Regions from separate parts of the Solanum lycopersicum genome. Here region 1 is linked to region 2. A link is a contact called in public HiChIP or PLAC-seq data. All regions are on one chromosome and are shown on one strand. The core of a region is the stretch at or near the end of the contact, and the rest is flanking DNA. Distances in the headings are between cores, read along the strand shown.

Region 1 (6,471 bases), core at 246-2,745, 130 kb after region 2:
AGGGATAGAAAACTACTTATAAAATAAGTTAAGGGGGTAATAGGACCTTAGTATAGTATAAGTGTGTCTCTGGGACATAGGTTGAAGATGTACTTGTACATTTTGAATAGTAATACTATAAATCACAACAATTAACAACTTCAAATATTTAAAAATATATTAACAATTTGAATAACTCTCAAAATTTCATTCATGTCACATGAATGGGAATAAGAGGGATAACATATATTATTTGAAAATTGAGAAAAGACATAAAGTGACATCTGGAGATGTCGCGAATATTCAAAAAGACACTTAAACTATGCGAGCATCCTGTAACCCCCTAAATGATCCTATACTTATATTATTACATCATTTTTTGTCCACATGGTATGAAGAGTGTATGTACTCTCTTAAAGAGCGTGAATAAACTAAAAAACGAATATAATTTATTTTTACAAGTATTTTGCTATAAAATATATTTCTTGTTTTTCTTATTATTTTAACTTTTCTCATTATTAAAATTTTATCTTTTTCTTTCTTCCTTCTTCTTCAAAAATTCATTGTCATTTTCATTGTAACTTCTCACTTTTAATGTCATTTTTACCACAACTCCACCTCCCTTTTTACTGTTATTAGTTTAACTCTCTTCGATTTTAAAAGGAAAAATGCATAAGTACCCCTAGATATTATCGAAATCTCAGAGACACACTTAAACTATATTTAAATATTTTTTTACATTTCGAATAATTTGATAAACCACTAAATTTTAAGATGATTAATAGATATTATTTATTTTTTTAATCAAAATTTCACTTAAACATTTTCAATTTTCGGACAATTCTAATTCTTTCAAAATTATCATTCAAATATGTTGTACACAAACAAAATTGTTTTGTATCTGATAGAGTTAGAATAATGTATCCAAATATTAAGAGGGAGAGTGATGTATCCGGATAGTAAAAAAAGGATAAAAGAGATTTTATAATTAATTTAAATTGTAAATATTTTTTAGAGATTATGTATTTTAAATAGCATAATTACATCATGTTTCCAATAAAAAGGAACAAAAGAGACACGTGCCCAATAGTGATCCTATTTCAAAACAAAACAAAAGATACTAGAAATATAGTGGCTTAAAAAAAGTTCAATATATGGACCAATATTTGTGTTAATTGATTTATGTATCAAAATTATCATCATTCAAACAAATTGGTTAAAAGGAGATAAAGTGTCAAACAGGCAGCTAGTAAGTTCAAGTTGCAGTTTACCATAAAGTTGATAATTCATGTGATCGATACAATGGAAGCTGAATAATAATAATAGCTGCTATCCGTCAGATATGTCTGCTCCTAGCTATAGATAATTAAATATGTTCATTATTTAAATTTTTATTTTTTTTATCCACTATTTCCATACAATAAAAATAATAATTGATAGAATCATTGACAAGTCAAAAATGGACAAAAATTTTCATAATTGAAAGTGAGAGGGCAACAACTTGGTTATTTGAGGATAAAATAATATGTACTGTTATTGTTCTCGTGACTATGAATCAATACTAATATAATTGATCTTTGTACAACTCCATAATTCATTGCCTTAACCAAATGGCTACCATTATTATCTCTATTATTTTTATCCTTCAATTATTTTTCCAAAATTGTCTAGTCCTTGCTACTCCAACTCTTGGCCAAACTAGACAAGCTTTGGAGATAATTATCGGCGGAGGTGGTGGTAGTCCACCACCACCGGATAATCAAGATTGTCCACCACCTCCTCCGCCACCAGAACCTCCTTGTCCTCCACCACCATCACTCCTCTTTGAAAGTAAACGTGTCGAGATTGCCTATCATGTCATCCAAAAGCTGAAGTCCAAAATCACACATGACCCTTTAGGTATTACAAAAACATGGAATGGCTCTGATGTTTGCAACAAGTACAAAGGTTTTCGTTGTGCCACGGTTCCTGACTTAAAGGTTAAAGCATTAGCTGCTGTGGACTTCAATCAGTACAAATTCGATGGCCCTGACCTTACTATTGACGGCTTTATTGACGAATTACCAGACATAACAATCTTTCACGCAAACACCAACAATTTTAAAGGTACAATCCCCAAGAAAATTGCGAATCTTCGTTATCTCTATGAGTTAGACCTTAGCAACAACAAATATAATGGTGAATTTCCAAATAACATTGTTTTTGGTGCCAAAAAATTGTATTTCTTAGACCTAAGGTTCAATTCATTTTCCGGGTTGGTTTCCCCTCAACTGTTCATGTTAAATCTCGATGTTTTATTCATCAACAACAACAATTTAATCCAAAAACTTCCTGATAACTTGGGATCAACACCAGTTCTTTACTTAACTTTAGCAAACAACAAATTCACCGGTCCAATTCCTCGTAGCATTGGTCAAGCTTGTAAATCATTACGTGAAGTACTGTTCTTAAACAACCAGCTTACAGGATGCTTGCCTTATGAAATTGGGCTTTTAAGTAAAGCCACAGTTTTCGATGTTAGCAAAAATCAGCTAACAGGAAAAATACCTCATTCATTCGGATGTTTAGCTAAGATAGAGATACTTAATTTGGCACAAAATCAGTTCTACGGAGCTGTACCTGAACTAGTGTGCAAGCTCTGTAACTTGAAAAATTTGACGTTGAGTTACAATTACTTCAATGAAGTTGGACCGGAATGCAAGAAGTTAATTGAGAAAAGAGTACTTGATATCAAGATGAATTGCATTCCAGGCTTGCCAATGCAAAGATCAGCAGAGGAATGTGCTGCATTTTTCTGTAAGCCAAGATCTTGTCCTGACGAAAAGTCATTGGGATTTGTTCCTTGTAGCGTTGGCAGTTATAAGCAGAATCAACAGAACGAAAATGAGAATGCGCCAGCGCCAAGAACTTACGGTGCTTTGAAACCGCATTCGTTGTAAATGCTATGTTTTTTTCCCCATGTTTGCAGATTGAAGTATGGCAGCAGTAAATGTAAATTTGCCAAGTTTAATTTCCTTTTTATCTTTGTTGATGCATATTGTGTTGAAAGTATAATAAAAAAAGCCAAAAGGGTCGCGCGACCCTCGTACGAGTTTATATTATGAACCCTTCTATTTAAATAATAATAGAATTTTTTTTTAAAAGGGTTCATTAGCAATATTTTTAATATTTAGTAAAAATGTAAAAATTTTAGTTAGTTTTGTATCTTATTTATGTTTTTATTATTTATTGTTATTTAAATAATGCAATTTTTATATAACATATTGGAGGAACTTAGGGGCAACAAATACTTAAAAATATCATCAGTTACAATATATCAAAATACACCAAGTTCTCCTTTTTCTTCTTCTTTCACTATTGTTCTAAAAAACTTGTCTTTCACCATTATTCTAAAAAAATTAAATATTTTTTTTGTCTCTAAACACTTTTATTTATCAAAATAAATATCCAATTTTCACTAATTATTGTTTTCAAAATTACAAAATTAAAGAAATATCACATCTATTAAATTTTCAATATACAAATTTCACTAATTGTTGTTATGAAAATCACGAAATCAAAAAATTCAACATCCAATTTTCACTAATTATTGTTATGAAACTTTATGATAATACATTATAGTTTTATCTATTAAATTTAAATTTTTAAATTTAGAAATTTGTACACCTATAGTTGACATACTTTTCTCACATTATATTTATTTTATTTTTCAAAATTTTGTATTCTTGCTTAAATTGTATTCATTCCAATATTGTATATCATTTGTATATGTATTCATTCTAGTTTTCTTGTTGTATATTGTATAATGAAACTTGTATTTCTTGATAAGTTTATATTCATTCCAACATGCATGTCAAATAAATGTGTAGCTATTTAAGAAATATATTTGTATTCGTATATTATTTCACTGTGTATTTATTTTTCTCTTCAGAGTCGTTTCCTTTCAAAAGTCGTATTCATGCCAATATGTATATTATTTGTATTTGTATTCTTTCTATTTTTATATTGTATTTTGTATATTAGTGTATAAAAAATAAAAATAATATGATGAAAAACTGAGAATGAAATATAAAATTAAAAAAGAATACGAGAAAATTTGTTGCAATTATTCTTAAATAAAATACATATCTAGTTGGCTTACCTTTGAGATGAATATAAATAGGAACAAATAAAGATTCATAAACTATGCAACATGAGATTTTGAATGAATACAAATATTAATAGCATACATAGTAGTTTGAATTTGAATTGAGAATGAATACAAAAAATTGAAAAAAAAACTATAAAAACAAAATAAACTAATAGAAAGTTATTGTTTCTATAAATAAAATACATAACTAGCTGACATACCTCTGGGATGAATACAAATTAGTGATATTTAATTGAAAGTTTTCCTCTCAATTAATAGTAGCATCACTACTAAAGTGAGAATGGAGAATGGAGGCTTAATTGATGCAAAAGGTAAAGCTACCATTTCAATCAATATAAAAGAAAGCAGTAAGCAAATTCATGATGTGCTTTATGTTCTTGAATGAGAAGAAAATTTGCTTAGTATTGGTCAATTCAAGGAAAATGGTTATTCTCTTACGTTTAGAGATAATTATTGCTAGATTTATGATTAAATTGAGTCAAATCAAGTCATTATTGAAGTAGAGATGATAAAAAGAAAATTTCCTTTACAATTTCATTACGATCCATTAAAAAATGAAGTTCTATATAATTCATGGCTTTGAAATGAAAATTTTTGTCACTTGAATTTTCATGATTTGAAACTTTTCAAGCAAAAAGACATGGTGCAAGACCTTTCTGAGATACATACTAAGAATAAGGTAAATAATATTTATACCATATCTTTATATGTGTCAAATCAAAAAGAGGAAGATGCATGTCCTTCAAGGAAGAGAAATCTCATATTCAGATGATGAAGAACCACCTCCAAGGGGAATAAAAATGTTGTCTGACATTTGTCAATGTTGAGACTCAATTTCGACTCTCCTCGGTATAAATTAGTTCTCGAGCTTCATAAATTTTCCAAACAATTTAAAATAATTAGTTTTATAAATTTTACAAAAAAATATAAATTTTACGTTATTTAGAATACTTTTGCCATTTCTTATAATTTTTAGATAATATATATATTTTACATAATTATGTATATAATTAGTATATTTTATGATTATTCAAAAAAACATCTCAAAATATTTTAATTTTTTAGTAAATATTCTATTAAACTAGTTTAGTTTAAATTATAGATATATTTTGAATCACTATTTTACAATTAAAATAATTATTTTATTTTTTGCTAAAATTAGGAAGCTCTTTAATTAATTAATACTAATTCGTTTTATTTAAGGTTTAGCCGAATTTCTTATCTTAACTCAATTTGACTATTTATTAAATTTAATCCATCTTTAGCTTTCAACTTAACTCAATTTTGGGCCTATTCTCCAATAGTGAGCCCATTTTTCTTAAAATTCAGCCCATTTTATTTAAATTTGGAAAAATAACTTAAATACACAACTATAAGTTTTATATTTACTAATTTTCCCTTCTTTTTTTAAATATTACATAATTCTTTTTTTTAATTTTAGTAGAAGTGTATAGATACATAACATTCTCTCTCCTATAATATACAATTACCCAATGTAATGCCTATTTTTTCTCCATTAAAACACTCAATCTTCTAAATCAGTTTTTGAATTTTGAATTATTAATTTTAATTAAAACACCCAATTTTGAAATTTTGAATTTCAAAATTCAAAAAATTTGAAATTTCAAAAAACTGGACAATTTCTCTCCCGTTCTTATTGTTTTTCTTACTCCATCACATCTTCAGTTCTTCTTTCTCCATCATCGTTTTTCTTCTTCTTAACCCAACATCTTTTATTGGTTTCTTATTTTTCTTCTTAATCCATCACCGTCTTTCTTCTTCTTAACCCAGCATCCTTTATTGGTTTCTTTTTTTTCTTCTTACTCCATCATCAGTTCTTCTTTTCTTCCTTTTTTTGTTTTGGTTAATTGTTCTATTACATCATAGTTATGGATCCGTTAATTAATAGAAGGATATATGATTCCGACGATGAAAATTTTGAAAGAAAATAGAAAAAAGTCTTTGCATGATCCTATGAATCTTCAGAAGGATTCAAACAATGACTCTGGTGAAACATCAAAATCAAAGGTTGTCAAAATACAACAAAAAAAAGAGAAAAGAAGCAGCAAACATTGTTGTTAGGCCTACATTGTTTTGGGTTTGTATTTTTGTACTTAAAACTGTTGTTGAAATTAGTAAAAAATTTAAGGAATCCAATATGTATAAAAAATCATGAAAATTATTATCATGTATCAGACAATAGGTTTAATACATGAGTACTAAGTGGATTATAACGTTTAGTCTATGCTTTGACACATGAATTAGATGTGTATCATATGATTTCCTATGTATCAAGGGTTTTTTAAATTTTTTATCATGTATCAGTGATTAATTTCAATAAC
Region 2 (6,543 bases), core at 1,556-4,055:
CTTTGTGCACTTAATTTTTGATACACTATTACTCAAATTTAAAACAGAAGCTGAGAATGGCAAATAGTACTCATCAGGCAGGAAGTACTTGTACAAGCATCCAAGAGAAGTTCATAGCACTTGAAGGTATTCTCAACCAATCAAACGACTAAGCAAGTTACTTCCCAACAGAATATTATGAAAACTAAAACCTTAATTCAAATTCAGTGGCCAAGAGGCAATATTCCAAAAAATATATATATTTTGTTCAACATACAAAAAGTAGCCATATCAACAATTCTAACAGGAAGTATAAAATCACAAAAGTACAATCTGAAGTGTTCCATGTAAAGCCGGTGGAGCCTATCAGACAAGAAAATTCTGTACATTTCGCTTGGGAATACTCCTACATAGTACAGGCACAAAACATAAGCTTTGTTTGAATAATTTCCAGATTCTACAAATACTAAACAATTTCAGCATAGCAATCACTGACAGGTCATGGAGAAGTCCTGAAGAGACATGATACCACACTAATAAATGAAAACTCAGCAAGTACTTGTTTGTGCACAATCCTTGTCCAGGCATTTAAGAACATAGCATCAATACGATCGTGGAGGATAGACTCCAGGGTATTGACCTGGCAAGACAACAAAAATAAATAGTTAACCGTAATTGACATACCAGGGGAGAGTAAGAAATTCACATCTTACAAGATTTACCTGGGGGATAAGAGTAACCCTGTGGTGGATAAGGCTGAGGCAGATACGCAGATGATGAGTAAGGTGAAGGATAAGCAGCCGATTGAGGGGGATAAAGAGATGTTGAATGATATGCTGCTGGAGGTGGTGGGACTGTGGAATAAGGAGAAGCTGGATAAAATGCTGAAGGAGGCGAGGCTGTGGAATAAGGAGATGGTGCTGGATAGCCAGAAGGTGTTGGGTGAGAAGCTACATGTGGTGGAGCTACTGAATATGGATATGATCCAGGAGTTGGTGTAACAAATGGAGGGCCTGATTGAGCATGGCTTGTTGCTGGCTTCTGGAAGTAAAAGAGAAATTCATGTTAAAGACATTAAAAGATTTTTGGGGTGGGAAGCAAGAAGGAAATTCTAAGAAAAGACGGCGGCACTTACATTGGTATTTGCATAGTGCATTATTAGTCGAACTTCTCCTGCATGCCTGTAAAAGAAATATACTTCTGTTACACTGTGATTTCATTAGGAATACACAAGTGTTGAAAAAGCTGCTCTCTTCATTCGTCTCCAATGACCTCACAAATACTATCAAGAAAAAATCTTTATAGCCCCCATGAATCCACCAGTATCAGTACTTGGTGTGCTGACTAAATACCTTTTATGTGAGAAAACAAATTACACCTCCTGTTGACTCAACTTATATCCTGCAAGGTAATCAATAATTCCTCGCCTCATATCTAGTATATTGAACCTCAACTACCCCTAATTCTTCACCAAACTTGAAGCCAACATGTGACCCAATTGTGTCTAGTATGCCTAAAGGTCTATAAGGCTCTTTGTAGAAAGAGCTGATCCATGACCCCTTTGACTACCAGAAGTAGACAATTAACAGGGAGAAAGTTGAACAAAAAAAAATTCAACACTTTTACAGAATACAAATAGCTTATGAAAGCTTAAGTTCCACCTGCATCACTGTCCGGAAGTAAGTTGATGGCTAGTTATAGACAGGTCTATGTTAATCAATAATGATGAAATGAAGAACTTCAGTGATGAATGAAAAGAATCACATCATATCCATACATCCCAGACCTTGGTGTCGCAAATTGTCATATTAATGTCACATGAAAGAGTGGAATCACAATGTAGAACATTTTGTCAAAGAAAACAAACAAAAAAAGATACAAATTCAAACTTAGAAGGACTATAAACACAATTCTCGCCGTAAAAGAAAGACCATAGCAAAATTCATCAAGAAATAGCAGTTGTTTTTATCAATATACCTGCCGTTCTTCCTCTGAAGTGGCCAAGCAGTATCATCAAATCCCTGTGAGAGAACCTTCTGTAGTTGAACCCTAGAATTAAATTAAATAATTTAATCATTAACACTCAACTAACAAACTAAATAGATCATTCAATCAACTCAACAACAAATCCAAATCAGTCAAGAGAAAACAAATTGAGACTTACTTTCCACTCCCTATAAAATCATCTGAATTAACAGTATTGCTATTCCACACAACAACATTGATCTCTCGCAACCCTTCAATTAGCTTAAACACAAATTTCTCTTGAAACGTAGGGTTTTTACCGCCATCTACATACAAACAAAAGCATGAATCTCATCAAAATTCACCAAAAATGATAGTTAACAGATATAAATCCATTCAATTTGTACCTGTACATGTACGAGTACGGAATTTAGAACTTCCGTATTCAAGGCAAACATACGGATCTTGCCTTGAAATCCATTCAGTATCCTTCAGTTTATTACAAGCAACAACTACAAAAACGAAAATTCAAAGTAAATAATGAAAAGTAATTCATAAAATCTCAGTATTTTAGCTGTAGTTGAATGAAGTTCGTACCAGTTACTTCAAGGAGTTGGCCTTGGATGCCATATGCTATCGACATGGAAAGTAGAAGAAGAAAGAAGACAACGATGACGAGGAATTTGGGTTTAAAATTAGCTAAGGAAAAAAAATGAGGGTTTTTATTTATTTTATAAAGAGAACAAATCAACCAATAGGAGGTTTCGTGTTCATTTCTTTGACTTATATTAAAATTATTTCGTTGACTAGAAACGGAGAATGCGCGTTACAAAATCATAGCGTCAATGACTAAAACATTTATGTAATGGATTATTTCAAATACTCCCTCTTATCCATTTTACAAGATATCTTTAAATTTCAAAATTCAAACAAATTCTATTTTCAAAGAGAAGACTTTCATAAATATTTTTAATAATCAATTATTGTAACTTATATTATTTAGTTTGTAAATTTGTAAATTTTATTTTTTAAAAAATAAAGATTCTATATGCAAATTTTTTGTCTAATTTAAATTATTTGACTCTAAAAAATTGAAAAATGTCAAATAAGACAAACCAAATATTGGAGTTTTAGGTGTAATAAAGTATGTCTTTCTCATAATCCTAAAAATCTAAAATAGACACTTTTATATCTTATAAGTAAAGAAATTAATAAGGAAGAAAAACTATATGAAGTATAGAGGTGGATTTAGAATTTGAATCTTATAAATTTAACCTCTTAATATTTTGGCTTTGAACGTGTTATAGTTAAAAATATGTATTCGTATTTATTATCTATCATAATTTTTAATAAAGTTGATATAAATTTATGATCTAACGCCAAAAAATTATGGATTGAATTCATACAAGTAATAATATATTCACCCTTGACAAAGAGTATATAGATAAAATAGAACAACTATGTAAAGGTCATCCTGAGTTTACTTTTACAACATTCTTAGCAATTTGGTGAAATTGTTATTGAACATTCCTAGCAATTTGGTGAAATTGTTATTGAACAAGTATTCAAATGACTGTGTTTGAGGCATTCTATATATGAAAGATGATGTCATTCATTCATATATATATATATATATATATATATATATATATATATATATATATATATATATATATATATATATATATATATTTTTTTTTTTAATTAATTGAAAAATATTTTATGATATTTTGAAGAAATTTTTTCTAGAATGATTCAAAATGGCGCAAAACTATCAGAAATTATATTTAGAAGTAAAGTCGAAAGAAGTTGTCTTTGTTTATTCAAAGAGTCACCAATAAAGGCATCGTATATTTGGATAGAAAAGGAAAAGTTAGCATCAACCCTCAAAAATATTGGTTTCGATCCAATTCTTAAAAGAGTTGGACTTGTAGCATGTCGACTTCATTATAATATATTAATGTTGAATCGACTTTTTTATGACCCAAGTCATGTTATTGACACACAAAATAAAAGTATATGACACCTTATCCTACAAGGAAGACCTTGTTCATAGTATGCTTCAAATTAAGGAGATTACATCAATAAAGATTGTGTGAAGAAAATATTCATTGAACAATGTTACTTGAGAGTTAAAACTAAAACAATCAAAAAGAGATTGTTAATGCCAAACGCCAAAAAAAAAAGAAGAAGAGAGAATTAGTGGTAATGTTCCTATCACATATTTTTGTGAATTTGTCAAAAAATAGAAGTAGATAGAAAAACAAGAGTTGAATATGACGACCTAGAAATTGAGTGTTGCAAGTTGTAATAACTTTAATTTAGTCATTGAGAACTCTTTTATATATACTAGATACAAAAGCCCGGATAAGCCCGGGCCCAATGTATATTACTTTATTTTTTTAATTACATGATTTTGTTGTTAATTATTTTTATAATATCTTAAATGCATTTGTTAAATAATATACGAAAAAGGGTCAAAGTTACCCCTGAACTATGTGAAACAGATCACTTAGAGTCTTCGTTACATTTTAGATTTAAAAAAATACTCATGTTGTTATCCTAAGAAATCATATATATCCTCAAGCGTTAACACCCCATATTTTCATTGACTTGGCAAGCCACGTGGGACTAATCCTTCCACCTAATTATTGCCAACTAGGATGCATTACAAAAGAACTAGACCTTTAATGGCGACAACAATCGCCAGAAAAGCTCAAAAAATCGTCACTAAAAGTTTTTACTATTAAATTCTAATTTTGTATTTTTTCTTCATTATTTTTTTAAAAAAACTAAAATGATATCGATTAAGTAGGAGTTTTAAGACACTGTATGTTTTATGTTTATGTTATAAGTAAATGTATAAAATGTACAATTATGCATTATATAGTAGGAGATGTGAATCAAGAAGTAATTTTCATGATTTTTCGTAGTAATATTGGGTGTTTTTAATATTGACATTGCAAGTTATTTATTGTAGAAAATTAGGTTGCAATCGAAAATTAATTACCATACTTTTTTTTGAAAAAATAGGTTTAACTATTAGTCGTCACTAAAAATCACTTGCAACCTGTAGTGGCAATATTTTGAGATTTTGTGGCAACTTTATCGCTACTAAAGATCAAGTTCTTTTGTAGTGAATCTTAGTTGGAAACACTTAGGTGGAGGGATTAGTTCCATGTGACATGTCAAGTCACTAAAAATTGAGTGTTAACTCTTGAGGGTATTGTGGTCTCCAAGGATAACAACAGGGGTATTTTTGATCACAAAATATAATGGAGGGTATAAGTGGTCTATTTCGCATACTTCAGTGGCAATTTTGACCCTTTTCCGAATAATATATGTGGCACGTGTGATATTTTGAAAGTTCATCAATTTAAGTACATAATTTTAAAATAATATATAGCTCTTATTCAATTTACATGTGACACTTGTGAAATACGGAGAGTAAATCAATTTTTGATATTTTTTTTCATACTATAAGTAATGATTTATAATATTCATAAATTAATTTTTAAATAATATATGTTACTTTTATTATCTCAATTTATATGGCAAGTGTGAAATATGGAGAGTTAATCACATTTTAATAGTATGTTTTTAGAGACTTGTTTTAGAATACAAATTTAAAATTCGCCTTCTGTTTTTCAAACTCTTGTATCTAGTCACATAATGTTTCTAAAATTGGAATGAACATAGTATTAAATGTAAAACTTATATTTCTCATTAATTAGATCAATTATTTATATATCTCGGTAATCATAGTTTATAATAATTTACATTTTTTATTAACTAATAATAAGATGTTGGAATAAACAGTAGCAAACAAAGATAATGAATGAAGAAAGAAAGACTTTAAGCATCTTTAGAAGGCACTTTAAGCATCTTTAGAAGGCACAAAAATGTAGCTTTATTTACATAAAAGTATGAAACAACTGAAGTAATAAATACAATATTAAGGGCAAAATATATATTAGAAAAGTACCGCAAAGCATCCCAAAATATGGCTTTATTAGAAGGATATGTGAAATAATAACATAGAATGTGAAGGGCAAAATATAAATCTTCTTATATAAATATGGAAACCACGCAACTGATACAGACTTGTCGACTGTGAAGTGTGTCATTATTACGACTTATATATTAGTAGTATATGAATCGATTAACCGATCACATGCTTTGTCTTTTTAAAATTTAAGTTTTTTTTTGTATCATTGTGTATTTCATGGTAAAATTGAATTTTTTATTGAGAAGATTCAAAATATTAAAAAATAAACGTAATAGAGAATTCAAAAGTAATATTAATCTTATGTATGTAATACTAATTTTTCACCAACAAGATTTAAATAAACCTCTTTGCTCTCAAACTACCGCCCTACAACCAACTATCTTATGACTTCTTCATTTAACAAAAAAATTAAAAACTGTTAGAGTCAATTGTACAGCTTGACTAATTAACATGTAGCTTCTAGAAGCAACTAGAAGAAAAGTAGTTAGTTAGTTAGGTGTTGTCAGATTAGTCATTAGAAAATTGTATAAATACTTTAGAGTTACTAGTTTTTGTAACAGTATTTTACTCGATTGATACAATATTTTTAT

What was found. HiChIP or PLAC-seq counts read pairs in DNA pulled down with a chosen protein or histone mark.
Region 1: an RNA polymerase II HiChIP or PLAC-seq map of leaf shows a contact between it and region 2, with 2.3 times the contacts expected there. The contact joins the promoter of LOC101253330 here to the promoter of LOC101253945 in region 2. A contact is called at or near these places in 2 of 8 Hi-C or Micro-C datasets (leaf and leaf mesophyll) and 1 of 1 datasets of contacts at active chromatin or transcription factors (leaf).

Annotation. Positions count from the first base shown.
Region 1 is chr10:46,345,213-46,351,683 of SLM_r2.1, forward strand. LOC101253330 reads left to right here and starts at 1,496. Exons shown (of 1, transcript XM_004248710.5): 1 at 1,496-3,122. The coding sequence starts at 1,590. The coding sequence ends at 2,918.
Region 2 is chr10:46,213,938-46,220,480 of SLM_r2.1, forward strand. LOC101253945 (elicitor-responsive protein 1) reads right to left here and starts at 2,806. Exons shown (of 8, transcript XR_743539.4): 1 at 2,542-2,806; 2 at 2,352-2,456; 3 at 2,144-2,270; 4 at 1,957-2,028; 5 at 1,115-1,160; 6 at 702-1,020; 7 at 476-619; 8 at 203-385.